Regions from separate parts of the Gasterosteus aculeatus genome. Here region 2 is linked to region 1. A link is a contact called in public Hi-C data. All regions are on one chromosome and are shown on one strand. The core of a region is the stretch at or near the end of the contact, and the rest is flanking DNA. Distances in the headings are between cores, read along the strand shown. Region 1 holds the start of znf711 (zinc finger protein 711). Region 2 has its middle 8.7 kb from the start of rhogd.

Evidence for each region. Hi-C and Micro-C count contacts between places; a contact is called where the count stands out from the background.
Region 2: a contact with region 1 is called in a Hi-C map of skeletal muscle, with 2.8 times the contacts expected there. The contact joins the enhancer-like site here to the promoter of znf711 in region 1. A contact is called at or near these places in 4 of 6 Hi-C or Micro-C datasets (liver, skeletal muscle, tail fin and 1 more).

What each region holds. Positions count from the first base shown.
Region 1 is chr4:12,569,718-12,574,804 of fGasAcu3.hap1.1, forward strand. znf711 (zinc finger protein 711) reads left to right here and starts at 2,766. Exons shown (of 8, transcript XM_040172840.2): 1 at 2,766-2,994; 2 at 3,999-4,085; 3 at 4,180-4,278; 4 at 4,649-5,087. The coding sequence starts at 4,200. LOC120817069 (SLAIN motif-containing protein-like) reads left to right here. Exons shown (of 8, transcript XM_040172843.2): 6 at 1-41; 7 at 1,066-1,336; 8 at 1,485-2,412. The coding sequence ends at 1,539.
Region 2 is chr4:12,620,964-12,626,050 of fGasAcu3.hap1.1, forward strand. No RefSeq gene overlaps it. Among protein-coding and RNA genes, the nearest start is that of rhogd, 8.7 kb to the right of the region's middle. Within about 2 kb of position 2,463, at least 2 of the 9 cell types and tissues checked have open chromatin away from gene starts, as enhancers often do.

The DNA.
Region 1 (5,087 bases), core at 1,516-4,015:
CGGCAACCGCATGTCCCACCTGACTCACTCCCCCTCCACAGGTAACCCTTACCTCTTCACCTGGTCCGCACCATTCCTCCAATTCCTTCCTTTGCCTTGCATATAACCCTTTGTAGTGTCACATCTATCCTAGCGCCTGACCGTCTCAAAGTTCTGTATGACCACAGTTTTGAGCAATATTCTGATTTCTCTTCAAGCCCACGCGTGACACCATAGCAAAGTATACAGATACAGTACCTGTCAAATGATTTAGGAATGTGCGTCTAAATTTTGGTTTCACGTTATTCCAGTAATCTGATGGTAGTAATCCCCCTAAAAAGGCAGCAGTGCACAAAGGATGTTAAGACGATTAGCAAACAAACCGATTAAATGCGGGTTTCGAAATGTTGAGAAAATATGCTTTGAGTAAATGCAAACAAAGTTAAAAAGAGAATTCCTATGAAAGTAAATGTATTCATTGTTTTATTTTTTTAGTGCGTTGAAGAATGACTTTTTTTTATCAACAGACGACATGAGAACATTAGATTGCACCAATATCAAACATGTACTAAAACAAAATGTGCCCATCTTTCTCTATACTATACATACTTTATTCACACATCAGTAAATTCATAATAATAAATGTTAAACACACGCAACTTGAGTTTTGATGCACGTTAACAATCTAATTACATCGCAGAAAAAAATCTGTCAATCTGATTTAAATGGATACATTGATCAAACCTTGACTGTAACCCTAAGAAAAAAACAAACTCGTGTATATGGCCCACCAGTACTGAAGAGTTGCATAAACCATCCCAAATGTGCCCTTCTCCTTCCCTGACACCTGCCCCAGGTAATGAAGAGATAACTGCTTTCACTCACCTGCTACATTAATATTCCGCTACTTTCCTCCAAATATATGCTTGATAATCTGTGGCTCCTCCCGGGCTGACCTCCTACATGCCACACCCCTGGTTTGGGATTTCAACTAAAGCAGATCTATCTTTTTACATATCACTGTGTGCTTTATTCTTCGGTCTGGTGGGGATTAGATTATAACACTGTGCCTTCTTCCGTTTTCAGGTATCCCGTCCGGTCGGCTGCGCGGCAGTGGCCAATCACCGCTCTCCCTGCGGATCCCAGTAAAAGCCGTGACTCCAGTGGGCTCCATGGCAGCTGGTCGTCAGCCTTCTAGAGGTCTGCCTGTTGCCCAAGCTGGAGGGGGCCGCAGGGTCCAGTCTCCAGCCTCTGCCAATGGCGGGGTCTATACACCCGGGAGAGCCTCCACTGGGGCAGGAAGGGCTGCCGCGGGCCGAGGACAGGCATCGACCAGGAGTAAACTCTCGCAGCCCAGGTCAGTGCTTAAATGAAAATCTTTGAATAAATTGAGGAAAATGTCCTTTAAAAAAAAAAAAAAAGGTTAAATATTTTGTTGTGCCAATCATATGATCCCAATCTGATACATGGCTCTTGAATGAAGACTAACTCTATCTTATTGACAGGTCTTTGGGCTTGAATAAAATGTCAGATGAATCCTGGAGAGATGGCTGTTACTGAGCCTGGCCGGTAATGAAGGACGTTTCCTGCTGCAACTCTTCTCTTTACCTCTCGTAGAAGACTGTCCACAAATGTGTCGTACAACCTTTTCTGATAGGAGCACCTTCGCTGCACCGGATTCGTAGTTGACTTTTCCTCGCATGAAACCTTGTCAACCCACACAAAGAGGATGTGTAGGCAGACATAAAGGCACACGTGCACTCTCCACGTGGCATAGACCAACTCTGAGCTTCCAGAAGATTTGTTTGTGTCAATTTCACTTATTTTTCTATGGTAATTGTGAGAAACTGTGCTGGAATATTAAGGGTTGTATCACTGTTTGCTTGATGTACTTGACATGAAGACAATTTCAAAAAATATACGGTTTGTTAATTTTCTGTGTGCATTCCTACTAGATTAAGGTGCTGAATGTTGCATGCTTGGTTTTGTTTTTTAATCCCTCATGTAAATGAGATTACAAATGTGTGAATTCATGAATGTTTGATTGGTTTACTGTGTAATTATCTTTGTCTCGTATTTGTGTTATGCTCTTTGCTTACAAAGCAATGCAACTCCTGTAAACCACACTGCCCTTATAAATAAGTCTAAAAAAGAAGGAAAATATGGTTTGTGCCAAGGCGCATTTCAGCTGCAAAACTTTCTACTAGAAGAATCTTGAGTCATCAATGGTACTGTTAGGCTACTGCATTTTGCAGGTATTTTTACTGCATATCAATATTTGTTTTGAGTGCTTTTGGATACCATTGCAATGAAGAAAATGTGTATGCACTAAGGCCTTGTTCCTTAAGACAGCTATGCACCCTCATGCAGAGCAACTCTGACAATTAGGAGCTGTAATGAAAATGAAGAATAAAGTTTACCCTAAAATTAAAATTGCAGCATTCGGGTTTTCTTCTTGTACAAAAAATGCCCGCCAAGTCATGGACCGTTCACTTTGCATGCTTTTTAATCCAACTGCAATCCATTTGCAAAACTAGTAGCAAGTACCATCAGCATCTCCCGGTTATTTCCTGTGTTCGTGACCAAACCCACCCACAGCTTGTGACAAAATGGCCCACAGGCCTCATCCGTGCATACAAAGTCTGAGTGCATTTTACAACCCCATTAAAAAAAATACATACAATTCTTGATGCGAAAATAATGTAATGACGTGTCGCAGAACTAGGCATCGATATGTTTCCATCACGAGAACGTCTGTTTTAATGTAACTCTGCTCTCTTATGCATGACGCAAATAGTAAGGGATCAGCGGTAAACGAGGCCACGCATTGTCTGCCCCCCGCCCTCCCTCTGCTTGTCAGGAAGCAAGCTGATTGGCCGAGGCCTAGCAAAGGGTGCCCGGGGATCCAAAACTGCAGGCCGCACTTAGCTTACCGTCAAAAATAAACCAAAACAATAACAGACAAAACTGAGAAGGGGGAGAAACACCGATAGAGTCAGAAGACGACGCTATCAGGTAAAATTAATTTGAGTCCGTTAGAAAGGCATATGGAATAAGACGCAAGGGCCCAGTCGGCCGTAGCGGGCCTCTTGCAGCCTTTTGGAAAAACAACATGGAAGATAATGCGACACAGGATGCTTCAACTAGCTTAGCCGGCTAGCTAGCTGACCGAACGGCCGTCGTCGTGCAGATCGGAACGGCTTGCAAGAAAATGATTGCATCGGGGATACTCTGTTGTTGCTTGTGCTAACGGCTTTACTGGTGTTGTGACGTTGTGTGAAGATGATACTGAAATGATTAAATACGCCAGGTTGTTACATGCCTGACATTAGCCATAATGCTAAACAAAATGGCGCTCGGGGGACCGTCGCTAGCTTGCTGGCTAGTTAGCTCTAGTGGGTGGAGGGCGGTAGCCGCAGTAGTATGCATTGCATAAGGTCTGCAGTACTTTCATTGGCGGCCATAAACTCTGAGGATGTGTAGCTTTATGCGGAGTCCAGAGTACAATGCTGTTTTAAAACGAAAAAAGTGGCTGCACCGTATTAGTTTAACCCCAATACGGTGGAAACGGTGGAAATCGGGAACCCGTATCATCACTGCAGATCTCTGCAGACGTTAACGTTACGCTGTTGGCTAATTTTGAACAGCCGTGTGACGGCAATACACTCCCTCTCATACAAACAGGCAGGACTCATCTTGTAGCAGCAATCAGAGCTGTTGCCAGTGAGCTCATCCTCTTGCACACTGAGCAGGACAGCCATTTGTCTCGGCTGGGCTGCAGCCATCAGGCTCAACCAGCTCCAGGTGTCCTATATGTCCTCAGGTTGAAGTTGCCTGTAGTACTCTAGATAAGCAATGGATGGAGCCAGCGGCCAACAACACTAGTGGTCCTATTCTAAGTGGCAACTTGTGGTCGTTATTGTAACATGTGACAGTGCTGAGTGAAAGCTCCTGTATCTCTCTTCTAACATCAGCACAATGCTTATTGTACCAATTGTTTGTTTCTTGTTTTTTGACAGAGGGACTGATTGATTTACCTTGATGGGAGAAAGTACATCAAATACCCTATTGATTGCATTCTAAGGGTATTGTCATCAAATGTAACGGTATGTATCCAGCTTTGTTTGAGGGTGTTTTCACTTTCATTTTTAGCAACGCACCTTTAACAAAGGCTAACACAGTGTACACGGCAAATGTCAGTATTTTTCCAGAGTACAGACATGGATCAAGGAGGAGGGGTGTTGGAGCTGCACACTCAGGAGCTGAAGATGCCCCACGCTATGATCATGCAAGACTTTGGTAGGTGGTGAAATAGGACACGTTGAACCAATAATCAACGCATGCAAGATGTATTCCAAGATACATTATCCCACCAGTAAAGGTTGAGCTAGATCCTACAGGCTATGAATATACAGACTGTAATTTCCTCAAAGCATAGGATTGCTGTATACCATAAGAGACCACTTCTCCACCTCATGTTGTTTGGGTCACATCTGCTAATGTTCTGGGTCTTTGTATGTCACATCACAGTGGCATACAAAGGTAAGTCTGACATTTTCACAGCATACCAACAACAAGAATACACCCTCACAAACATATGTGTAAAAACTAGTTTTTGCCTGTGCTCATCACAAAACTTGTTGTAATGCAGCCCTCTCCGTGTTTACAGTTGCAGGAATGGGGGGTCTTGCCCACATTGACGGCGAGCACATTGTGGTGTCTGTGCCCGAGGGGATGCTTCTTTCTGAAGTGTTGACGGACGAGGGCATCCTCTTGGATCATGAACTTGAGGTGGAATGCCTAGAGACTCAGGTGGTCCACGGCCTGGACACTGAGGTGGTCGAAGAACTGGAGACTGAGGTGGTGGAGAGCTTGCATGCAGACGTGGACTGCTTGGAGGCCGAAGTCGTGGACGGGCTACAGACGCACGTCGTGGAGCTGGAGGCTCAGGTAGTCGATGACCTAGACGATGGGGTGGAAGTGGTGGGTCTGGAGGCGCACGTGGTGGAGGGCCTGGAAACTGAGGTCGATGTTGAGGACATGGAGGCTCACATCGTTGAGGGCCTTGAGGAAGAGGTGGAAGTGGAGGGTTTGGACGCTGAGGTTGT
Region 2 (5,087 bases), core at 1,213-3,712, 51 kb after region 1:
GTGTCATCCACAAAAGAAGAAACCCTGACAAAGGACACTGAGCCAATGAAAGAAACAAATATGCATTTCAAAGAGCAGAGATCCGTATAATGAAGAGAGATTGCCTCTGACCACGGAGCCCAGATAGGAAGAAAAATAGCTCCCTTCTCCTCTAGAATGCATTTCCCACCTGCCACTATATCTACTTCAATGTGAGCAGAACGGTAAAATCTGCTCCTCCCAGGCGGGCGGGATCAAAGCCGGCGCGGAGAGCCGCAATCAAGGCAGCACAGGCTGCACACTCTTGAGGCCGCTGTCCCAGAAACCCCAACCAGCTCTCTAGTTGCTGGGGAAGCAGAGTCCGATCTCTCCGTCCGGCCATCAGGTTGCATGTTTTGTCTGGTTGAGGGTTTCCAGATGTGCATTGACAGTTGGGTGACCTTTTATGTGTCGGTGCGGTACCTTGGAGCCTATATTACCGAGCGACCTTTTGCTCGATGCCTGAATTGGCAAAGTTTGTGAGAAGGTTCTGCTCCACTGCTGACGGATCCCGCGGCGAGCTGACACCACAGACGCACACAGGAAAGCACAAACAAAGAGAGGCATGTGGGTATGTGGCTTGTTTAGACTGAACAGTGTTTGCTTTCACAGCGCCTCATCATTTTAAGAGTTATGACAGCTCCGACAGAGCATAAAACCAACAGTAGAGCTGGCTTATTGGAAAGGGCGAAAGGCTCTCTGCGTGTGGTCGCTTATATGTGCCATCCAATCTTAATGAAGAACCGCGAAGCTCATGCTCAATGATTGCTTTTACTTACATCTAACCACGGCTTGTCCCCCAAAAGATCTCTCTCCTTTTCTCTCTCTTCCCTTTTCACATCACTCCAAAAAGAAATGTCAGATGTGTTGACCCTGTGCCATGTGGCCTTTCCCCGCTGGCGCGATGCAGACATCGGCGGGTGACAGCGAGTGAACAGCCCCTTTTTGTATTTTGAGGGATTGCCAGCATCAACAATGTCCACGTAAAACAGGACATCTAAACGTGTTCATTCTTCGTTTGTTTTCTCAGAAAACAGGTCTGAGAGACAAGAACATGAAGGGGGCATTGGAGGGCTTTCGTTTCCCAGCGCTGTTACTTTAGTTATTCGCAGACAGCAGTTTCCCACCTGCGAGCTGCAAACCAACATCATTATTTCTTAAGTAGACCTGGGAGTTGGGCTTTTTTCTCTTTGTTCTGCTCCTCTGTTTTCGTCGCTCTGAACTTGCTCATAATAGTTTAGTGTCTGCAGGTCTTCCTCAGGCTGGTTCCACTCCGCATATACATATATGTATATATATATATATAGTTTGATATTTTGGGAAATAAGCTGATTGACTCTCTCGCTGAGGATAAGATTTGCAATTCAATTAAATTTTTAACCAGCGGCTGGTTAGCTTCACTTAGCATGATGGAAAACCAGGGATACAGCTGGGCTCCCCGGAATCCAATTCACATGTTATATTATTTGTTTTAATAAAAAAAACTATAGTTTTTAAAGGGCACAGTTACTCAACAGGAAACAGTGACTTCCTGTTGTCTTGTCTTCATGGTGATGCCACCATGAAAGCCATCAATGGTATCTTTTACCTGTTAACTTTTGGCAGAGCCATGCTAGTGAATTCCCCCTGTCAAAAAATATCAAACTATTGCCTTAAACCAACCACTTAGCCCATGGCATCTGAAGAAGGATGCTTCCCTCTTTATCTTTCCCTTTGTCACCCACCCTCTCTTTGAATTTACATTTGAAGACCAACGTCTTCTCTACTCAACCATTATTTAGTCTTTCCATTAGTGTCTCCCCACAACACTGTTTCTCCCTCACTGAATCCTATTTAGTTGCAAACACAGCTTGCGGCCTTTACCCACCTCTGTGTTCTTTTTGCAATTTTCCCTCTGCTGCTGCTGCTGAAAAACGTTGATTTGAATGCAGAACTGCAGCTTTCTCATTCTCAGTCTTGCTGCAGGCCGTCCACTAGATCAAGGCCTTCTCTCCGTTCCTCTTTAGCCATGCATAAGAGGAATCTCCACAGTTCTCTGACCGAATAATGCCGAGAGCTGCCCGTCCTCTTGGCTTCAGCCGGCACATCATCAAACGGCCAGTGAGAGGGAGGAGAGATAAAGGGAGATTGAGCAGCGATAGACAGAGCGGAGATCAAGGTTCCGACGGAGGCCAGCACTCCCACTCGCTCCACGCTGATGTCTCACAGAGAGCATATCCACTGGTTGTCTTACCAGCAGCTGTATGTGTCTATCAACCAGGCAGAGATGGAACACATGGGGAATCTCATCTTCTGACACATTCAAACGCAAGGTGAAACACCCAGGTTCATCGTGTACAGCACACCGTAAACTAAACGGCCATTTAGTAAGGGCACTGATCTATAGATCCTGGATGACTTAAACCTATTAATAGCATCTACAGTATATGAGATACGTATGTGTAGAGAAGCCTCCCTCTAGGTCCAGCGACTCATGACTTAAATCTCATTTTGTCCCTGCAGGGTAAAGCTATTATTGTGCATTTCAATACACCCCATAATGTCTCAATAGTTTCCACACCTTCAATGCTGATATAGAATTAGTTATTGTGAGCCAATGTCGGCAGATGTTACGAATGTTTGTGCTGGTTGGGTGAGCTTCTCTCTAATTAAATAATGAAGCAGCTTTACTTATAAGAAAACCTAACTCAGCTATTAGACCTTCAAGTAGCTGTATTTGATCACCTTTTGCCAGCCTGCCTATTCCCATCCACATAAGTGTATGTTTTACAATTATATACTATTGATTGAATGATTGATTGTTAAGGGCATTAAAAAAACGCCTGCAGGGGAATGAATTTATAATGCACTTTAGTATTGAGATGAATAAATCCCATCATGATGCCATGGTTACATACCATTTCTCTCTTGTTCCATTTGTATTTTTGCTCAGAGTATTGAAAAATAAATTCATATTGTATGAGCTTTGTCCAGGTAATGTAAGTCTGTATAATAGAAAAAGAAAAAATAATAACCACACCAAATACATTTTAATAGTGATTTCTATTTGAAAGTGGGGTAATGTTCACCCTAAACAGTCTTGGTCATGATCCACCTCACTGTGAATGAGGTTTCGGGCTAATGGTCTTGTTGCTATGACAACAGCCTCAGATCATTTTCCGCCAGTTTTGAAGAACGAAAAAATCCAGGTGTGTGCCAAAATATCAACAATGAAGTGAAGCCTACTAAAAAAACATGTACAAAGACTGAGGCTTGTGTCCGATTTAACCAGAACAAACAAAAAGGAAGGCGTAAAATCCTTTTGAACATCACTCATTTAAAAACGGATGACCTTAACCGGCTTATTAACCCACCTGCCTTAGTTAAACACATTGCAGACAGACCTCTCGTATTCACACTGAGCAGTTGTGCCTTCTGAACACCTGCTGCAATAATATGTTGGTTGGAAGGGGTCACTGGTTGGAAGGGATGTTGTTTACGAGCTCATTCAGCTTGGTCGTGGTGGTAAAATATTTAGACAAACTGCAGAATAAAAGGGGTCTAAATGTTTCTGCAGTGACATTGTAAGGAGCCTTGGGTGGAGTTCAACACATCTGTCATTTGTCACAGCCACTACCCATAAAGGTCAAGGGAATTTTTCAAAGCAAGCAGCACGCTGGGTTTTTAGGCTCCTGCAACTGATTGGACTTGCGGGTGTCTCGAGTTGAATGATGGCCCTGAAAACCAGATGGGTATAGATCATTAACTCCAAATGTATGGGGGGAAAACTGTTCTGGACGATATGGAGCTGTGTCCATCTAGTGTTCGGACATGGTAATTGAAACATAAGACAGGAGAGACAATGAACTAAGAAACAGTGTTCCACACATAAATCTTCCCATGAAAAACTGGCAAGAATATCTTTTAATTTAAAATGGTTTTAGCGTGTTTAGTATGTTTAGCTCTCCTAATCTCCGTTACAGAGTATTGAAAAATGGGAAAACTGATGACAGAGTCAGGAGGGCCATGAATTTCACCAAAAATAACATTCTTTCCACCAGAGATACCAGAGAGCTCTAAAAACAGATTCCACTGCGTCCACTTCTGCGTCTGCGTCTTTACGCACAGTCGTGTCCACGCACTCATTTCAATTCATGGTTCTAAAAGTCTTGCGTGTGTTGCAGAGTAATTCACCGCCAACAGGTGGAGTAACGTGTTTTGTCGAAGATGACCTAGAGAGTCAAGTCTTTGTGTTTGGAAGTCATTGGTGTGTTTATTTATTTATCATAGACTTTATTGCCCCGTGCATCGCCACTGCTGCTTTATCGCGGACATATTTGTCCCGTATTTTCCTCCACAACTTTGTGCACCTCTCGACCGGCAAACCGGCGTTTGTTGAGATCTTCCTCCATGAATCAGAGGCCATCCGTATCCGTATATAAAGTGTATATAGTGCTACTTAGTTTATTTTTGTACTTGAAATGACGTGAATACCTGAAATTGAAGGGACAATTGTCACAATTAACACATTCACTCATTCACATGCATTCACACACATTGAGGCATATTCACATGCATTCACACACATTGAGGCATATTCACATGCATTCACACACATTGAGGCATATTCACATGCATTCACACACATTGAGGCATATTCACATGCATTCACACACATTCAAACGCATTTACGCAGAATCACACCGATTCACACGCATTCACATGCATTCACACACACGCACATTCACACACATTCACACCTGATGGGGAGGGGATACCATACACAGTGCCACCTGCCCCATCAGCTATTAACATTCATATTATTGACACACACCGTAATCACTACGGGAGCAATTTAGGGTCATGCTCAAGGACGAGGTGATGAGGGGGCAGTGCACCGGTTAGGACATCCAGTGGTAAATCCAATCTGTCCAGGTCTGCTTGGCCTCAGTGGCCTTGTTAATGTTTTCGACGGGCTGGTGGAGGAAACCTGTTGGAGACAAACAAGCTTCCCGTCTAAGGAACCGCACTCTCTCCTTGTTGTCCCCATTTTCCTTTCCAGCGTCCTCCGTTTTCTGCTGCAAAGACTC